Linked DNA regions of Macaca mulatta: region 2 is linked to region 1. A link is a contact called in public Hi-C data. All regions are on one chromosome and are shown on one strand. Each heading gives the region's core, a stretch centred on a gene start, on an enhancer-like site or on the middle of the called end of the contact. The rest is flanking DNA. Distances are from core to core; before and after follow the strand shown. Region 1 holds the start of GUSBA (glucuronidase, beta, a). Region 2 holds the start of LOC114676889.

Evidence for each region. Hi-C and Micro-C count contacts between places; a contact is called where the count stands out from the background.
Region 2: a Hi-C map of fetal cortical plate shows a contact between it and region 1, with 2.6 times the contacts expected there. The contact joins the promoter of LOC114676889 here to the promoter of GUSBA in region 1. A contact is called at or near these places in 2 of 14 Hi-C or Micro-C datasets (cortical neurons and fetal cortical plate).

What each region holds. Positions count from the first base shown.
Region 1 is chr3:59,093,164-59,098,731 of T2T-MMU8v2.0, reverse strand. It overlaps GUSBA (glucuronidase, beta, a), which reads right to left and starts at 3,718. Exons shown (of 11, transcript XR_003728022.2): 1 at 3,447-3,718; 2 at 1,736-1,921; 3 at 1,244-1,428; 4 at 916-1,058.
Region 2 is chr3:59,319,169-59,324,667 of T2T-MMU8v2.0, reverse strand. LOC114676889 reads right to left here and starts at 1,973. Exons shown (of 3, transcript XM_077998165.1): 1 at 1,943-1,973; 2 at 235-787. The coding sequence starts at 1,973.

The sequences.
Region 1 (5,568 bases), core at 2,469-4,968:
GGTATCCCCCAGCTGGGCGCAGTGGCTCACGCCTGTAACCTTTGCATTTTGGCAGGCCGAGGAGGGTGGATCACCTTAGGTTAGGAGTTCAAGACCAGTCAAACCAACATAGTGAAACCCCATCTCTACTAAAAAAATACAAAAATTAGCTGGGTGTAGTGGCAGGTGCCTGTAATCCCAGCTACTTGGGAGGCTGAGGCAGAATTGCTTGAACCCAGGAGGCAGAGATTGCAGTGAGCCAAGATCACACCACTGCCCTCCAGCCTGGTGACAGAGCAAGCCTCCATCTCAACAAAAAAAGAAAAAAGAAAAAAAGAAAGACAGGGTCTCCCTCTGTTGCCCAGATCAGAACGCAGTGGCACAGTCATAGCTCACTGCACCCTTGACCGCCCAGGCTGAAGTGATTCTCCTGCCTCAGCAGCTGGGACTACCGGTATGCATCACCATGCCTGGCTAATTTTTTAATTTTTTGTGGTGATGGCCTTGCTGCGTTGCCCAGGCTGATCTTGAACTACTGGCCTCAAGTGATCCTTCTACCAGGGCCTTCTTGCAAAGTGCTGGATGACAGGTGTGAGCCATCGTGCCCGGCCCCCTGAAGCTGCCTGTTCCTTGAGCATGACCTGTAGCAAGGGGAGCTGGAGTGAGAGCAGCACAGTGGCGAAGGGACACGACTGCCACCCTGAGCTGTGTGACGTTAGGCCAGACCCCTCTTCTCCAAGGGAGGTCAACCACACGGGTGATTTCGGGAGCCCGTGCCCACTCAGACAGCCTGGAATTTAGCTTTGTAGGTGGATGGGAACCTGTGAGGGTTTAGAGATGCTGGGAGCACCTTTTTCCTGGGAGAGCTTTCCAAACAGGGAACAAACAGAGCCACCCTGGGCCCCGCTGAGGGAGGATCCTACCAGAAGCCCTCACCACTGTCGTGCTCCACGCTGGTGGTGACGGTGATGTCATCGATGTAGGCGGTGGGTGTCGTGTACAGAAGCACAGACCGCTGCAGTCCCGCGTAGTTGAAGAAGTCAAAGTATGTATTCTGGACAAAGTAACCCTTGGGATACCTAGGGTGGGAGGACTGTGGTTCGCTGGGCCCTTGCCCTGGGTCCCTTGACCTCAGCTCACATGCCTTCCCAGCCTCCCCAGATCCAGGGCCTCCACTCTGCAAAGGCCACCCTGTCTCTAGCAGGAAGACCACGGGGTGGGGCGGGAAGGTGGGTGCGTGCAATGGAAGCAGGATGGTACCCACTTGGAGGTGTCGGTCAGGTATTGGATGGTCCCTGGTGGCAGGGTGGTGGGGGTGAGTGTGTTGTTGATGGCGATAGTGATGCGGAGCTGGGAGGACAGGGGCCCCACCTGGACCAGGTTGCTGATGTCGGCTTCAAAGGGCAGGTAGCCCCCCTTATGCTCTAGCGTGTCGACCCCATTCACCCACTGCAGACACAGGAGACATGGGCAGGGTGTGGCAGGTCAGGGCATGAGGAGGTGCCCAGCTGTCGGGCACTCCCTCACATATCCAACAGTATGGGGCTCTGGGGCCTGCCCGCTAGACGGGAAGAATGGCATCCCAATGGGGTAGATCAGGCTACCTATTCCCCTACACAGGGCACAGCACCCAAGGCAGGGCAGGGCCCCCCACCATCCCACCCCGGCAGACAGGCTGTGGGTGGCAGCTGGGGGTCCCATGCTGGTCAGCAGCCGTGCCCACCCACCCGCCCTGCCTGCTCCTGGCCGCACTGACCACGATGGCATAGGCGTGGGCACTGCCAATCCTCAGCACCACTCTTGTGCTCAGGTCCTGGGTCCATCGCTCCGGCAGGATCACCTCCCGTTCATACCACACCCAGCCAACAAAATGCCGCAGACGCCAGTCCTGGGTGATGTCGTTGAAGCTGGAGGGAACCGGCATGTCCAGGGTGGGGCCTGACTGTGGAGAGAAAGGCCGGGCTCAGCTCCTAGGCCCCCAAAGGGATCCGGGACCAGTGTGCTGCACAGCTGTGTCCCAGGCTTAGTGCAAAAGCCCTGACACATTGTGAGGACTCTTGGCGGAACAGACAGATAACTTGCTGATAACAGGTCAATTGCCAGGGCGGTTAGTGCACCTGGGCCAGGGGAGCCAGGAGTTCCTCCTTGGAATGGGTGGGGCCCAATATCTCCTGAGACAGGAGCGAGCCCAGGGCCACATCCCAGCCAGAGGCAAGAAGGTTCAGACCCATGACTAAGGCAGATGGCCCATTGCATGTCACAGGGAGGAAGGCTGGTTGGGGGGATAGGGGGAGCTTTGCTTAGGACACTGTGAGTGGGGCCCACACTGGCACCCAGCCCCCTCCTCTCTCCCTCCTGTACCGAATGATGCAAAGTCAGAAAAAGAGGATGTAGACCAGGCAAAAGCGGCCCAGACCTCACCCGGTTCCACTTCTCTGCTGACCACATCCGAGTCAGGAGGGGAACACGGGTGGCGTCCTTGGCCTGATGTCACGTCCTGTCCTCTATCTGAACCTTAAAAACCAGAAAGCTGACCTCAGGACGTCTAAACTGTCCCCTCCTCCCAATCCCCGGGCCCAGCTCTGTGCAGTGCATGCTGCTGTGCCAGGGGAGTGTGTGGGTGGTTCATGCCTGTAATCAGCACTTTGGGAGGTCAACGTGGGAAGATGGCTTCAGGCCAGGAGTTCGAGACCATCCTGGGTAACTAGTGAGACCCTTTATCTTTAAAAAAAAAAAAAAAAATGTCTCATTGTGTTGCCCAGGTTGGAGTGCAGTGGCATGATCTCAGCTCACTGCAACCTCTACCTCTTGGGTTCAAGCAATTCTCCTGACTCAGCCTCCCAAGTACCAGGGATTACAGGCGTGAACCACCACACTTGGTTAATTTTTATATTTTTAGTAGAGACGAAGTTTCACCATGTTATGTTGGCCAGCCTGGTCTCAAACTCCTGGCCTCAGGTGATTCGCCCGCCTCCGCCTCCCAAAGTGCTGGGATTACAGGTGTGAGCCACTGAGCCCGGGTAAGATTTTTTGTTTTGTTTTGCTTTTTAGCCAGGCGTGGTGGCCCCAGCTAAACTGCGGGACGGGAGAATCGAGTGAGCTCAGAAGTTAGGATGGCGCCACTCTCCTCCAGCCTGGGAGACAGGTGCAAACCCAGTCTCAAAAAATTTTTTTTTAAAATAAAAAATAAATATTAAAAGGAAGGATACTGCACAGGCTCAGCCTTCGCCTCAGGAAGGGGTTCGGCAGGAGTCTTTTCTCCTCCTCCTGCCTCCTCCACCCCGGCCCTCCAGAGTGCCCCAGTTCCCCCGTCCCCCAACCCCGCGCCCCCTAAGCCCGTTGACCTTTAACCTCCTGCGGGCTCCCAGCTCCGGGAAGCCCAGGGGAAGGAGCCTGCGGGGACCCGGGATCCCCCACTCCCACCGCCGGGCTTCCAGACGCCTCCCGGCCCTGCCCCGAGATCGCACCTCCCGCAGAGGCCGCCGGTACCACTGCTCCTCAAAGCCCCGGCGTCGGTTGTCGGAGAAGTCGGCGCGGAAGCTCCAAAGGCCGTCCAGCTCCTTGCGCTCCCGCGACGGGCTCTCCCGGGGGTACAGCATCCCGCCCTGCAGCGCCAGCGCGCAGCCCCACAACAGCGGCCCAAGCACCGCCCAGGCCACCGCCAAGCCCCGGGCCATGCTTTCCGCTCGCCTACTCCCCCGCTCCCCTCTCCGTCACTGTCTGCTGGGCTAAGAAAAGCGCGGGAGGTGCCCGTAGGGCGGCTCGCGTGACGCGCCGGTGGCGTGACGCGCCTGAAGCCGTCCGCGCCATCTTGGTTCAGGACGAGTGCCAGGCCTGGAGGGGCGGGGCGGGGCCGGGAGCTGCCCAGTGGGGCCTGTGGCTGGAACCCCAGGCTAGGCCTTTGGGGAAACGGGACCCTCACCCTCAGCCCCAGCCAAGAAGGGCGAGGTCTGCTCCCCACCCCGGCCCAGGCTGGACGATCCAGGGTCGCAGGCCAGAACAGAACCCCTGAGATCGGTGGGATCCCCCTGTTTCGTCAAGGAGCACCTCCACTTGCTTTCCCCAGCAGGAATTTGAGCTGGCCCCATGGGAGCTTCTTCCATGCCTGTGTGATGCAGCCTCTTGCAGGGATGCCCGTCCTTGGGATGCGGCCATAGCCTTGACCCTGGGATTCTGGAGCCCTGACCTTAACCCAGGGGCCAAGAGCTCCCTCTTGGTGTTGCAGGCACATAAAGATGCAGGGAGAGAGGCCAGGTGCAGTAATCCCTGCACTTTGGGAACCCGAGGTGGGGGGCGGGGGGGGGGGGGGCGGATCACTTGGGGCCAGGAGTTCGAGACCAGCCTGGCCAACAGACAGTGAAACCCCGTCCCTATTTTGTAAAAATTGAAAAAAAAAAAAAATTAGCGGGGCGTGATGACGCGCACCTGTAATCCCAGCTACTCGGAAAATCGAGGTAGGAGAATCGCTTGAACCCGGGAAGCAAAGGCTGCAGTGAGCCAAGATCACACCACTGCACTCCAGCCTGGGCAACGGAGCAAGACTCTGTCTCCAAAAAAAAAAAAAAAAAAAAAAAAAAAAAAAAAAAATTGCAGGGAAAGGGTGCCCTGCGGGACCCCACTTTACTCCAGTAGGGAAGGCACCGTGTGGGAGAGGTAGAGGAGGAGATCTGGAGACAGCAAAGGAGACATAGGTTTATGAAGGGTACTTTCATATAGGGACGGTTCAGTGGTCATTGCTGGACATGAGAACCACTACGATTTGTAAAAAGCATGCAGCTTACATAACATTTTCAACTAGCATCCTGTTACTGGTGGAGTTCCGGGTGGTGAGTCCCTACACATCAGCAGCAACCTCAATTCTCGCCTCCTCAGAAGAAAGAATTGCACTGAAGGGTATAAGGCAGAAAGCCAGAGGAAGGCCAGTTGCAGAGCAGTAGTAAAAGTTTATTAAAAAGCAGGCCAGCGCTGGGCGCTGTGGCTCAAGCCTGTAATCCCAGCACTTTGGGAGGCAGAGGTGGGAGAATCACGAGGTCAGGGGTTTGAGACCAGCCTGGCCAATATGGTGAAACCCTGTCTCTACTGAAAATTAGCTGGGCATGGTGGCATGCGCCTGTAGTCCCAGCTACTCAGGAGGCTGAGGCAGGAGAATCTACTGAACCCAGGAGGCAGAGGTTGCAGTCAGCCGAGATCACACCACTGCACTCCAGCCTGGCGACAGAGCAACACTCAGTCTAAAAAAAAAAAAAAAGCAGGCCAGGTGCAGTGGCTCAAACCTGTAACCCCAGCACTTTGGGAGGTCAAGGCGGGAGGATTACTTGAGGTCAGGAGTTTGAGACCAACCTGGCCAACATGGAGAAACCCCATCTCTACTAAAAATACAAAAATTAGCCGGGTGGCGGGCACCTGTAGTCCAAACTATTCGGGAGACTGAGGCAGGAGAAATGCTTGAACCTGGGAGGCAGAGGTTGCAGTGAGCTGAGATCATGCCACTGCTCTGCAGCCTGGGCTACAGAGTGAGATGCCATCTCAGAAAAAAAAAATTATTAAAAAACTTTAGAACAGGAAGGAAAGAAAGAAAGTATAACTTGG
Region 2 (5,499 bases), core at 724-3,223, 230 kb before region 1:
TTTTTAAAAAGATGTTTTCTTTGTTTCCTAGCCCCTTCTACCCACCTACAAAGTTCCAAAGGTTTTAATGCTATTGCAACGGCAGTCAGAGGTCAAGCTGGTGCAGCTCCCTAATACAGGACAGCCTCAGATGGGGCCAACCCTCCCTGCCCAGCACCAGTGGCACCGGGCAGTGGGGGACGCTCCCGAGGTTCCCGAAACCTGGCTGGGGGAAGTGTTGGGGGGTGCACGTACCCAGGCTCAGCTGAGGCGAGTTCGCCGCCCGGGCTGCAGCTGGTGCTGGCTGGCGCTTGCGCCGGCCATTGAGGAGCTTCTGGGCGACCTTGCGCTGGTACCCACCAGGCGCCAGCCGGTAGGTGCACAGCGCCTGCTCCAGTAGCGTCAGGTCTTTGCTGCGCGGACCCCGCAGGCCGGGAAGTCAGGCAGGTATAGTAGTCCAGGTGGTGGTAAAGCTCCTCCTGGTAGCTTATGGGTGGCGGCCGCTGGGTTGAAGCCTGCGGACATGACATACCAGCCGGCCGCCGGTAGTCACCCTCGCGCGCAAGCGCGCTCCTGGAAGACCCAGCACTCCCACCTCGAGTTCCGATTGGCTCCGCGTGAGGGGCGGGCCTTTGCGCCTTCTTGGTGGGGGGGGGGGGGGTGCCTTCGGTGACGTCACAGGGGCGGGTCTTCTGCCACGTCACGGGCAGTGCCTGGAGCTGGGCAGTCTTCTCAGAGTGGAGCCTGGTAACGGCGACCTCTCGGCCAGTTCTTGTGTGTTGCGGGCTGGAAAGGGGTAGCTGATAAACTCCCACCCAGCGCAGTATTTATGTCGGTCAAAAATAGAAAAGAATGTCCGGGCGCGGCCGGGGTGGGAGGATCCCTTCAGGCCAAGAGCAGCCTAGCAATATGGCGCAACCCCATCTCTGTAGTCCAACCTCAGCCTCCCAGCTACTTGAACACCAAGGTTCAAGGCTCCAGTGAGCTATGATCCCACCACAGAACTCCTGCCTGCGAGAATGAGGTAAACCCTGTATTTAAAAAAAAAAGAAAAACTATCCAAGTGTACAACCGGGAGGGACTGCTTAAAGAAAACATGAGGCTGCCTGGGCCCTGTTATTCCAGCACTTTGGGAGGCCAAGGCAGGAGAATAGCTTGGGCTTAGAAGTTCAAGACGGGCCTGGGCAGCATGACACAACCCCATCTCTACAAAAGATACAAAAATTAGCCGGACGCCGTGCTCACCTGGCCTAATTTTTGTGTGTTTTGTAGAGATGGGGGTCTTGCTATGTTGCCCAGGCCGGTCTCTAACTCCTGGGTTCAAGCATGTTTTCACCTTGGCCTTTAAAGTTGTTGGGATTACAGGCCTGAGCCACCGCACCCTCCTGGGCTATTTAATAACATAAGAAAGTGCGGTGGCTCACGCCTGTAATCCCAACACTTTGGGAGGCTGAGGCGGGTGGATCACCTGAGGTCAGGAGTTCGAGACCATCCTTGCCAACTTGGTGAAACCCAGTCTCTACAAAAAATACAAAAATTAGGCCTGGTGTGGTGGCTCACACTTGTAATCAAAGCATTTTGGGGAGCTGAGGTGGGCGGATCACCTGAGGTTAGTTCAAGACCAGCCTGACCAACATGGAGAAACCCTATCTCTACTAAAAATACAAAATTAGCCAGGCATGATGGCGCATGCCTGTAGTCCCAGCTACTCGGGAGGCTAAGACAGGAGAATCTCTTGAACCCAGGAGGCGGAGGTTGCAGTGAGCCGAGATCGCACCACTGCACCCCAGTCTGGGCGACAGAGCGAGACTCCAGAGCTTGAGACCAGCCTGGGCAATGTAGTGAAACCCTGCTTCTACAAAACAAGCAAAAAAGAGTCAGGTGCACCTGTGTCCACCTGTGGCCCAAACTACTTAAGAGGCTGAGGCAGGAGGATCACTTGAGGCCAGGAGCTGAAGGCTACAGTGAGCTTTGATCATCCCACTGCTCTCCATCCTGAGCAATAGAATGAGATTATGTCTCTAGATAGTTAATTTTACAGTGTTATTAGTTGTTAATGTGATTATGTTTTTCTAAAATACAGTATTCTTTACAAAAGCAGTTTTGTCTTTCAAAGCACATACATAGGTCCTCCAGCGAATTTGTCTAATGTTGGCGACCTTGGCTTTCTGGTGACTGAGTCAACAGTATCTGTTTCATAAATAATATAGCCCTATTTTTTTTGAGACAGGGTCTCGTTCTGTTACCCGGGCTGGAGTAAAGTGGCACGATCTCAGCTTACCATAACTACCATCTCCTGGGTTCAAGCGATTCTCCTGCCTCAGCTGCCCAGATAGCTGGGATTACAGGCGCCACCACATCTGGCTAATATTTTTTTGTTTTTGTTTTTGTTTTTGTTTTTGAGACAGAGTTTGCTCTTGTTGCCCAGGCTAGAGTACAATGTCATCATCTCGGCTTACTGCAACCTCCGTCTCCTGGGTTCAAGTGATTCTCCTGCCTCAGTCTCCTGAGTAGCTGGGATTACATGCATGTGCCACCATACCTGGCTAATTTTGTATTTTTAATAGAGAGAGGGTTTCTCCATGTTAGTCAGGCTGATCTTGAACTCCCGACCTCAGGTGATCCGCCCACCTCAGCTTCCCAAAGTGCTGGAATTACAGGTGTGAGCCACCACGCCCAGCCTAATTTTTGTATTTTTAGTAGAGATGGGGTTTCATTCACCATGTTGGCCAGGATGGTCTTGAATTCCTGACCTCAAGTGATCTGCCTGCCTTGGCCTCCCAAAGTGTTGGAATTACAGGCATGAGCCAACACGCCCGGCCAGCCCTATTTCTTTAAGCATATACGTTTTGCACTTATTAAAAGTATTTGAACATACAATTATCCAGCTTCCCTTGTTTATGTATGCTTGAATTTTGTATAAGCTTAAATATTTTTTCCAGTCTAAGCTTTATTATATCCCCTTTCTTCTGTATTTGTATAACTTTAGGTGGCTGTCTTTGTTGAAAGTTTTTTCTGAAAAGCCTTAAAATAGAATATAGTTCTTGGCAGCAATTTCAGAGTTATTTGAGGGCAAGGGGAGATTTGTAATGATGATTCAAATGAAGCAAACTAAAAAATAATGAAGCAAGACAGAGGATAAAACAGTATTCACTCGAGCACATCCCAAAAAAATAAAATTTCAGATGCAACTAGAAAAAGGTATGCTAATGATCATAATACAGGAATAATTATTAATACTCAAAATAGTTTTAAAGCCACTTACCTTTTGAATGTTGGGAATTGACTAGGAGGTGGCTGTAACCTAAGATGATTCCTTCAGTAATGACCATTTTCTTTTTCAAGATGATGATGATTCTCCATCTTCTAAGAGACCAAAGACCAACGAGCCACCACAGCCACCAGTTCCAGAACCTGCCAATGTTGGGCAACAGAAAGTGAGGGAGTTCAACTCTGGTAAGTTCTCAGTGAAATCCACGACCTTTTCCTTCATCTTCTGGACTCTCAGTGTGACTGATGAAAGTTACAACATGCTCATCTGCAGGGGGACATGCTTTAGCATTATTACTACATTATAATCTCACCTTTGTAAAGCCAGGAGCTTTTTGAAAGTCACATTATAGACATTGTTTAAACATCGTTCGAATTTACCAAAGCATAGGACATTGTTTCATCTCACATTAATTAGTTAGTTGACTCAAAATTAGTGCTAATGACTTAATAATTCAATGGTTTCTCTTAGCTTTAAAACCTTCTTTATTTCAAAGCTATTTCATCTCTTCATTTTCGTTTTTGCTGTGTGTCACTGCCTGTCAGCTGCTAATCTGTTAACTCCTAGTGGATCATGTGTCCTGTGAAGGGACTGAATATTAGTGGCAAATTATGTTGATGATTCATATTTTGGATATAAATAGATCATTAAGCTTGTATACATGTTGAAAATAGTATTTTAATATTCTATTATGTCATAGTTACAATGATTGGCTATATATTGAATTTATATGTTCATTAAGTTGTTGTATGTTTATGTTCTTTAGTATTCTAACTTGCAACTGTGTATCTGTTAAGTCTTTTTTTTTTTTTTTCAAGAAGATCAGACTCTGATTTATTGAGGCATCTGTTTGATGCCAAGTTAAGTGGCCCAGGCTCTGTGTAGGGGGTAAGGTTAACGCAGGAAGAAGGATGGTGAGGGGCAGTGGTGCCAGGATTAGGTTGGAATACCTAGGGGTCCTCTGAGGTTCCCCAAGTTTCCCTTGCCCTGGCCAGCTGTGCTGCTGGCCTGAGCATCTGATGAGCTTGCAAGGGTGACTCTGAGAGGTGGGTGGTCCAGGGGCTAGGGCAGGGACTTTGGAGTCATGCTGTTGGCTTTGAATCCAGACTCCTACACTTGGTAGCTGTGACCTTTCCATGCCTGAAGTGACCTGCAGAACTGAGCTCTGTCTGAGACAGATCCCATCCAGGCACTGCAGATCCATCTAGAGTTAAACCACCCCCAGTTGCTCACTGTCCGCTGCCTTCATAAGCAGATCTTTGTCTCCTTGGAGGCCGTCACAATCCAGTGGAGAAAGCGAAACTCATCTGCCTCTGTCTCTCTGGGTACGCCTCATGCCAGGTGCATCTGTGGACACAGGCCATGCTCCTGGGCTTCCAAAGTTGGAGAAAGTTGCCAGGCTTAGGTGGGTACATCAGAGTAGCTGCTGCCCTCTGGACACAGTGACAAAAGAACACTCTGGGCTAGAGCCCTGGTCTGGGGCATTGGGCAAGGCTCTTCCACTTCTCTGAGGTCATTTTCCCATCTGGAAAGTGTGCTGATTGAATCTCCCTTTGGGCACTGAGGGCTCAGTGTTAGTTTGAGAGCCAGCATGTGGGGTTTGGGCTGTAATCCCCCTTTAGCCCCATAGCTTGGGGGTAGCAGGGACTTTGTTGGGATACCCCAGGCATCAGTCCAGCTTCCTGCCCCTGCTTGGGCTTAGCATCTGAAGTACTCTGGGGGGCAGGTGGTCCTGGTGGGGGTTGGGGCTTTTCCCCAGACTGAAGTCACACCCAGAGCCAGAAATCTTGGCGCCTGCTCTGGGCTAAGGATGCATCTGGCCCCCCAGGATGCAGGTAACTGCCCATCTTACCTGGTTTCTGCCTGCCAGGGCCAATCTTCAGACCTCGGGACTTTCCAGCCTATCCTGCCTCCCTCTCTGGCCAGCCTTAAAGCCTCGTGGGTCCAGCACTTTTTCCAGGCCGTCTCCTGGTTGTCCTGCCCTGAGGCCTGGCTCATACTCCTCCCCATCCTGCTCACCAAGACCCATAAGGACCACTCCACACCCAGCTCAGCCCCATCCCCTTGGATAGTCCTTTCTCTTTCCTCAGGTGACCAGGTGCATATGTTGGTGTCAGGACCTTCCCTGCACCTGGGAATGCCTACTGGGCACCTCGGTCACAGAGACCAAGGCATTTACTTGATATGAGTGCCTTTGGTTCACTGTCTACATGGCCAGGGAGGGAGTCAATAATAGGCTTTTCACTTGC